2 separate regions of the Mus musculus genome follow, and region 1 is linked to region 2. A link is a contact called in public HiChIP or PLAC-seq data. All regions are on one chromosome and are shown on one strand. Each heading gives the region's core, a stretch centred on a gene start, on an enhancer-like site or on the middle of the called end of the contact. The rest is flanking DNA. Distances are from core to core; before and after follow the strand shown. Region 1 overlaps Zswim5 (zinc finger SWIM-type containing 5). Region 2 holds the start of Zswim5 (zinc finger SWIM-type containing 5).

What was found. HiChIP or PLAC-seq counts read pairs in DNA pulled down with a chosen protein or histone mark.
Region 1: a contact with region 2 is called in an H3K27ac HiChIP or PLAC-seq map of SST interneurons, with 4 times the contacts expected there. The contact joins the enhancer-like site here to the promoter of Zswim5 in region 2. A contact is called at or near these places in 10 of 39 promoter capture datasets (the 3T3-L1 cell line, the HPC-7 cell line, embryonic stem cells and 4 more), 1 of 15 datasets of contacts at CTCF or cohesin (the NIH/3T3 cell line), 20 of 484 Hi-C or Micro-C datasets (the N1E-115 cell line, bone marrow-derived macrophages, cardiomyocytes and 11 more), 17 of 115 datasets of contacts at active chromatin or transcription factors (SST interneurons, astrocytes, craniofacial prominence and 8 more) and 4 of 9 other capture datasets (adipose tissue, embryonic stem cells, liver and 1 more).

The regions. Positions count from the first base shown.
Region 1 is chr4:116,973,790-116,977,239 of GRCm38.p6, reverse strand. Zswim5 (zinc finger SWIM-type containing 5) reads right to left here. Exons shown (of 14, transcript NM_001029912.2): 7 at 1,898-2,044; 8 at 1,266-1,403. Among named protein-coding and RNA genes, the nearest start is that of Urod, 19 kb to the left of the region's middle. Within about 2 kb of position 1,714, at least 1 of the 459 cell types and tissues checked has an H3K27ac peak or open chromatin away from gene starts, as enhancers often do. A contact at or near this core is called in SST interneurons, where this site is marked.
Region 2 is chr4:116,875,703-116,879,284 of GRCm38.p6, reverse strand. Zswim5 (zinc finger SWIM-type containing 5) reads right to left here and starts at 1,883. Exons shown (of 14, transcript NM_001029912.2): 1 at 1,222-1,883. The coding sequence starts at 1,825.

The DNA.
Region 1 (3,450 bases), core at 465-2,964, 98 kb before region 2:
TGTTCCAGCAGTTTCAGAAATAATATAAAGCCTACCTAAAAGTGTAGTCTCTTTAGTCATTGCTCACTCTCTGAAGGTATCCTGCTGTGCAAGGCCCCTCTGACCACTGTCCACTCTCCCTTTGAGAATGTACCTTCCTACTTCTAATAGAGTCTGAGGATCTTCTATACTACACTCTATGTGTCTTGTCTAGGTTTTGTTTTTATTTGTTTGCTTTTGAGTCAGGGACTCACTATATAGCCCTGGCTGGTCTGGAACTTGCTACGTGTAGACAAGGTTAGCCTCAAATTCATAGAGCTCTGTTTGCCTCTGCCTACCAAGTGCTGGGATTAAAGATGTGTGCCATCACACCCAGCACTGTCTAAATTCTCTCAACAGAGATCTCAAGGATTGGGGTGCCAAAGGGAAACGACAACAAGATCCTGCTAAGAGTATTATATGGTTTTAAAGAAAGATACTTTATTGTTGCTTTTAAAAAGGTTTATTTATTTAATGTATGAGTGCTCTATCAGCATGTACACCTGCATGCCAGAAGAGGGCATCAGATCCCAGTATAGATGGATGTGAACCACTCACTATGTGGTTGCTGGGAATTGAACTCAGGACCTCTGGAAGAGCAGCCAGTGCTTTTAACCTTTAAGCTCTCTCTCCAGCCGTCTACTTTGTTGTTTTTTTTGAGGCAGGGCCTTATACTGTGTGATCCAGGATGACCTTTTCTGTTAAAATTCACCAGCTTCAGCTTCTTGAATGCTGAGATTATAGACCTGAGCCATCTTACTTGGCTTAAAAAGAAGAAGAGGAGGAGGAAGAGGAAGAGGAGGAGGAGGGAGAGGAGGGAAAGGAGGAGGAGGAGGAGGAGGGGGAGGAGGGAAAGGAGGAGGAGGGGGAGGAGGGAAAGGAGGAGGAGGAGGGGGGAGGAGGAGGAGGAGGAGGAGGAGGAGGAGGAGGAGGAGGAGAGAAGTAGGTGTTTGGGGGAGGGTCCAGCTAGCCTTAAAACCCTGGGCTCAAATGATCTTCCTGTTTTAGCCTCCTGAGAGTAGCTGTGGCTACAGGTGGGCACTGCCATGACTACTTGACGCACACACTTCTCATAGAGATGGTCTCCCACTTCTAGACTGCTCCGAACTTTTTTCCTCTGACTCCTAAAATTCCTCTCACCTTTCTTATCCCCCTAAGGAAGCTTGTAAGGTAAAGTACGAAAGCAGGACACACGGGCAGACCACAGAGTTTGCAGAGAGATGCTTGTTTCAGGCTGACCCTTGTACCTGACATCTCCATGTAGCTGTCATCATTCAGGCGGCAGGCTTCAGTCAAAGTGAGAAACAGGCAGCCAATGGGATCCAGGGGATGGCCCACCCAGCCCTCCAGGTTTGTGATTGTTGTCGTTCCTCTCTGCAACAACTCTGGAAGCAAGCAGGTTTCAAGTTTTAGACCGAGAGATGTGGGAATGTGCTTTTCTTTTGCTTTCATTTCCTAATCAGTATCATTCAGTCCTTGACCAGAAAGTCAAAGAAAAGCTCCCCTTATTGTTATGTCTGCTTGATTGGCTCGACCGCAAGCTCACCAGCCAGCTCTAGTTTATACTGTCTGCTGGCAGTGCATATATGGAGACAGCTTTACAGTTTCAAAAGCATCTTCTCCAGGTCTTAGTGGGCCTTCCAGGTGGAAGCCTGGAAGCTTCCAGTGAAAAGCAGGCTCATTGTTCCTATTTTACATTCAGCAAATAAAACTGAGATTCACAGGAATAGCAAGAAGGCACTCCACTCAGCAAGTAGAATTACTTGGAATTCTCAAGCCCATGGTACTGAATGAAAATTAGGTTCTTCATCTTTTTATCTCCTGCAGGTCCTTATCACCCTGAGACCCCAGGATGTTAGAGGATTCCTAATCACTATACCTTTCTTCTGATGTTTGTAGATCTCTAGCTGCCGCTGCTGCTGCAACCTCAGAGTATTAATGATGGCCACCGTGAGTCTGAGAGCCTCTTTTGGATACCCATGAGATCGCAGTGCATCAACCCGAGCACAGGCTGTAGGCACATGCTCTACCAGGCAGGAAAGAAACATTCTGTTAGAGTTAACATTTCAAACAGGAAAGTCCTATGTTTGACAGACAAAGGGGTCCATGTTCAGTCCAGTTTCTCAGTTCAACTTGGTGTGTGCTTTAGAACAGGGACTGTGCCTTTTATCTTCGAGGATATAAGTGGAAGAAGCCATCTTGAAAGGGCTCCTCTAGCCTCAGTGTGATGGGATATACAACTAGAACAATAAGAAGCAGATTCTCTGTGAACATGCACTATGGGAACCTGGTGGAGCAGCTGCTAGCCGTCTAAGGGAAAAGCCTCAGTATCAGATGATTAGTTTTATTGTCAGAGGCAGGGTCTCATGTAGCCTAGACTCCTTGTGAACTCTGACATGCAGCTGACACTAGCCCTGAATTCCTGATTCCCTGTGCTTTCAAGTTTTGGGATTATAAGCCTGTACCACCATATCTAGCTTCATTATCAAATGATTAATACATTCATTAGTAACCCTGTATCCTGAGGACCTATATTATATGCCAGATAGTGCACTGGGCAAAGGAAGTACAAAAATAGAGAAGGCACGACAGCTGCTCTAAAGGGCTCATGAATGAGACCTAGACAGACAATTATAAGGCACTGACATGATAAACACCTATACTGAAAATATCTGAGCTACACTTGAAGTACAAGAATGATTATGAATGGGGAGGTAAACAAGGAAGACTTTCTTAGCAAAGAGTACATATGTTTAATCATATATAAATAAGACCATAAAGGAAGTCTAGATAATTTCTTTGGAGTATGGCAAATAGTTCAAGGTAGCTAGAGCTGAGCTATGAGGCTAGAGCTGAGCTATGAGGCTAGAGCTGAGTTATGAGGCTAGAGCTGAGCTATGAGGCTAGAGCTAGCTTGGAAAGGTCTCCAGCATGGAAATCTGCTGGCCTCTGCCTCTGTATATCATTTACTCCTGTACTGTAACAACCCCCTTGGCTTGCTTGTTTGTTTATTTTATTTAGTTAGTTGGGTTTTGGAAACAGAGTCTTACCGTGTAACCTTAGCTGGTCTAGAACCCTAGCTAGTATGGTCTAGAACTTGCTACATAGACCATACTAGCATCAAACTCGCAGAGACCCACCTTCCCTGTCTCCCAGTTTCTGAGGTTAAGTTACCACCATACCAGGCTCCCAAGCTATATTTTAGAATGAATGCACTCTAGGAAAGCTAAGGACAAACTGATGTAAACCAGACAATCGTTGCAGGAGAAGTTTAAACTAGATCAAACAGGTTCTATCCTGTTATAAAGGATGCTAGGAAGATGAGGCAGAGAAAAGAAGACAGCCTGATGACGAACACAGACTGCATCCTAGTTCCTAGCATGGGGTAACTGCAGTTTCAAACACAGTGTTATTTTTATGTGTGTGTGCTCT
Region 2 (3,582 bases), core at 634-3,133:
TCTTAATAACTAGGAGAGACTGTTCTATGTAAGAAACTGTGATGTACTAGTTTTCAAAGGAAAATAATTCCAAATATGTTGGTTTTACCTGAAGAGAAGACAGCTGGATGTTTGGATTTATATATATGCATGTGTCCCTGAGCCTGTGAAATGTCCTTCATTCAACTTTAGAGAAATCACTATTTCCCTTAGTAAATATAAGCATATAGTGTACAATAATGTGCATAGAGATGTGCACTTCCAGAATGCTATAATAATTCAAATAGGACCCCCCATAAATGTTTTAATATTATGCATAGCAAATCAATGTTAAACAATGTCGTTTCTTTCTTCCTCCGTAATCATTTCACAAATCAGGTACACTTTAAATACTTAATAAGATTAACAAACTAACTAGACGCTCAAGAGAACGAGTAGATTTTTTAAAATCAGTTTCCATTTTTGTACAAACAAAAAGATAAAACAAAAGCGAATACGAGGACGCGTTAAATGAAAGCATTTGAAACATCCAACGTGACTGGCTTTTGATTTACCCCAGTCTGACAAGGAAGGCAGACCCCGCCCCCACTCCAGATTGTGTAGCTTTTTTCCCCCTTTCCCATGGATGGGGGTGTAGAAAAGAGAAGCTGTCACATTTCCATCTTCCGTTATTGTTAATCTGCAGCCTAGATTCCCAGGCATCACTGGTCGGGGGGAGGGATATTAAAACAGACAATTTAAATTGTCTAAAATGCACAGTATTCTGTTGCTTTTTCCGATGTGAAAGTTAATTACACTCAGATTCAATCTGCTATAACTACAGATTGACTGTGACAGCCTGTCCCTCAAACATTCCCTCTAAAACCTATTGCTCCCTTTCCCTCCTTTCCCTCTAAACTTAAATCAGTAAAACGCGTTTCGAAAAGGGCACATCACACGGTTATTCCTTTAGTATGAGAGTATAGGGGGGAGAGAGAGAGAGAGAGAGAGAGAGAGAGAGAGAGAGAGAGAGAGAGAGAGAGACCTACTCGCTCTTCAAACAAAAAGAAAAAGAAATAGGGCAGCCGGTAGGGGAAAGAGCAGTAGTGGACCTGAAGGAAACCTTGGGAAAAGTTTTTTATGCCACTTTTTTGTCCTTGGCGGGGATGCCGGAGTTGGGCAGAAAGCCTGGGTTTTGACCCAGGGCTTGGGAAGGCACCTGCAGAAGAGGCAGGGGGCCGAGAGGGGCCGGGCAGCACCTACCGACTTGAAGCACGTTCTCCACGGAGCCGCTGTCCAGCAGACGGATGCCCCGGCGGAACGGCAGCCCCTCGCCGCCGCCGCAGCCGCCGCTCGCCGTTCCAGTCCCAGCGCCCAGCCCGGGGGACGAGCCCGCCCCGGCGGCCCCGGGGGCGGAGCCGGCCGGAGCGGCGGCCCCGGGGGGTGGCGGCGGCCCCTCCTCGACCGGCGAAGCCCCCGCCGCGCCGGCAGCCGCGCCGGCTCCCGGGCCGCCCCGGTACTGGAAGCTGGAGTACATGCAGATCTCCCGCTCATTCCGCGGGAAGGACCAGTAGACGATGCGGCGCTGCACCGGCTCCGGGATCCGCTCGAAGCGCTCCTCCACCCGCTCGTACGCCCACTTTTCCGCCACCGTCTTGGCGGCGCAGTCCAGCAAGGACTCCGGCTGCAGGTGGGGGCGGGCCCCGGGGGCCAGGCAGCCGCCGCCGCCGCCCCCCGCCCCTCCGCCGGCTGCCCCGGGAGTCCCGCGGGGGTGGTGAGCTTGCGGGCTGGGCCAAGAGCACAGCCTCTTGGCCGGAGAGATCGGCGGCGGCGAAAGCAGCTCCTCTCGCTCACCTCCTTCCGCCATTGCTGGGGACTGACTGACTGACTGATTGAGGCGGAGGCGGCTGCTCGGGCTGCGGCGGAGACCCCAGCCACGGCCACGCGCCCCGCGCAAGCGCCCAGCGGCGGCGCTGTGGGGAGGGGGCGGGGCGAACGAACCCACGAGCCCGCCGGCCCGAGTGGGAAGCCGGGGCGCCGGTCCCGTGCTCGCGCCGCTCGGGCCGGCGCTGGTTGGCCTGAGGACCAGCGCGAGGCGACGCGCGCCGTCCGGGGCCGCCGCGGGCGCGAGGAGACGCGGGGGCGAGCACAGACTGCGGGCGCGCTCCGGGCGCAGCCAGCCCGGAACACAATCCGAGCGCTCGTGCGGGGCCGCGGGCCGCCAAGGACGAGGAGCGCCCGGCACCAGGTGCCTCCGGCGCACCTGCGGGCGGGCGAGGATGGCCGCGTGGCCAAATGAAAAGACCCGGCCGCCAGCTGTCGCCATGAAGTAACAGGCTTGAGGGGCATGAGGAGAGGAAACAACTCCAGTGAGGCTCCTGCAGCAGACAGAACGGACAAGCGACTGTCGCAACCCAAGGGGCACCAACCAAGCAGAAAGATGCTAAGAAGGAAGCCACCGGGTGGGAGTAGAGGGTAGAATCAAAAAGTTCGCGGGATGAAAACTCTCCCCGTGTCACAATATAGGACAGCATCGGCGTCCCCGCCGGCTCAGAAACTGGCTAAGTCCATCAGCCAGTCCGAACAATGGGGCGCCAGGACCTCACTGCTGAGGCAGCAGCACCCTCGTGGGGTTCTTTGAGGGGTTTAGCACCTTGCATCCTACAGGGGGCGGGGGGGGGGGGAGGAACCAACACTTTTGTGTAGTTTCTGATAGAATTCTCTGATCCCTTACCTCGGGTTTAAATTAGGATTTTCATGTTTTTCTTGTCCGTCTTCTATTCATTCCCCTGAATTTACCTAAAATTTAATGCGTCTTTTGTTATTTGATGTCTAACTGCCTAACTCCATAACAATGAAGGTCATGTCCATTTTCTTCACTGTGGTGTCCCCTCACCCAGGTACATTAGTGGGTACTCACGAGTGACAACTTCAACAGTAACTTCTTCATAAACACGGAGTTGTGACATAATCACTACAACTTTTAAAAAGTTCCAGGAACTGTATTAGAAAACATCCTATAGCTGAGTTCAGCTAGAGAGAGTAGTACAAAGAACGAATAAGAGAAGGTAGACTGCAGCCAAATTAGTTTGGTTTTGCAGTAATCTCTGAAGAAAAGAGCTCCGGCTATAACCTAGATGTGAATCGCTCTTAATGGTCGTGTGGTGCTAATCACGACTCATGATTTGTAAAAGGAAGCTGACAACAATATCTGTGCATATAGCATGTAAGAATTAAATATGTGGTCAATTGCTTCTTTCATAAACATTTTCAAAAATAATATTTCAGAAATAATATGATATTATTTCTGCAAGTATAATTGAATTATTATGAAGTATCAGTCTCTGCTTAAATGAATCTTAAATGAATCACCTACCACAGTCATGGGCTTTCATAATGCCCATTCTTTTCAGAATTGTGTGTGTGTGTGCGTGCACACGCACAAGTACGCCTGTGTGTGTCTTCTTTAATGTCAGTCTCCTTGACTCCACTAATAGATTTGTAAAGACAGAAATCATTTCTAAGTAAGGGATGATTATCACCTGCCATAATTCTTAAAAAATGAAAGTTGCTTGAAGAATATTGAATTTTTAAAATAGAAAGGAAAATGATGATAGACAATAG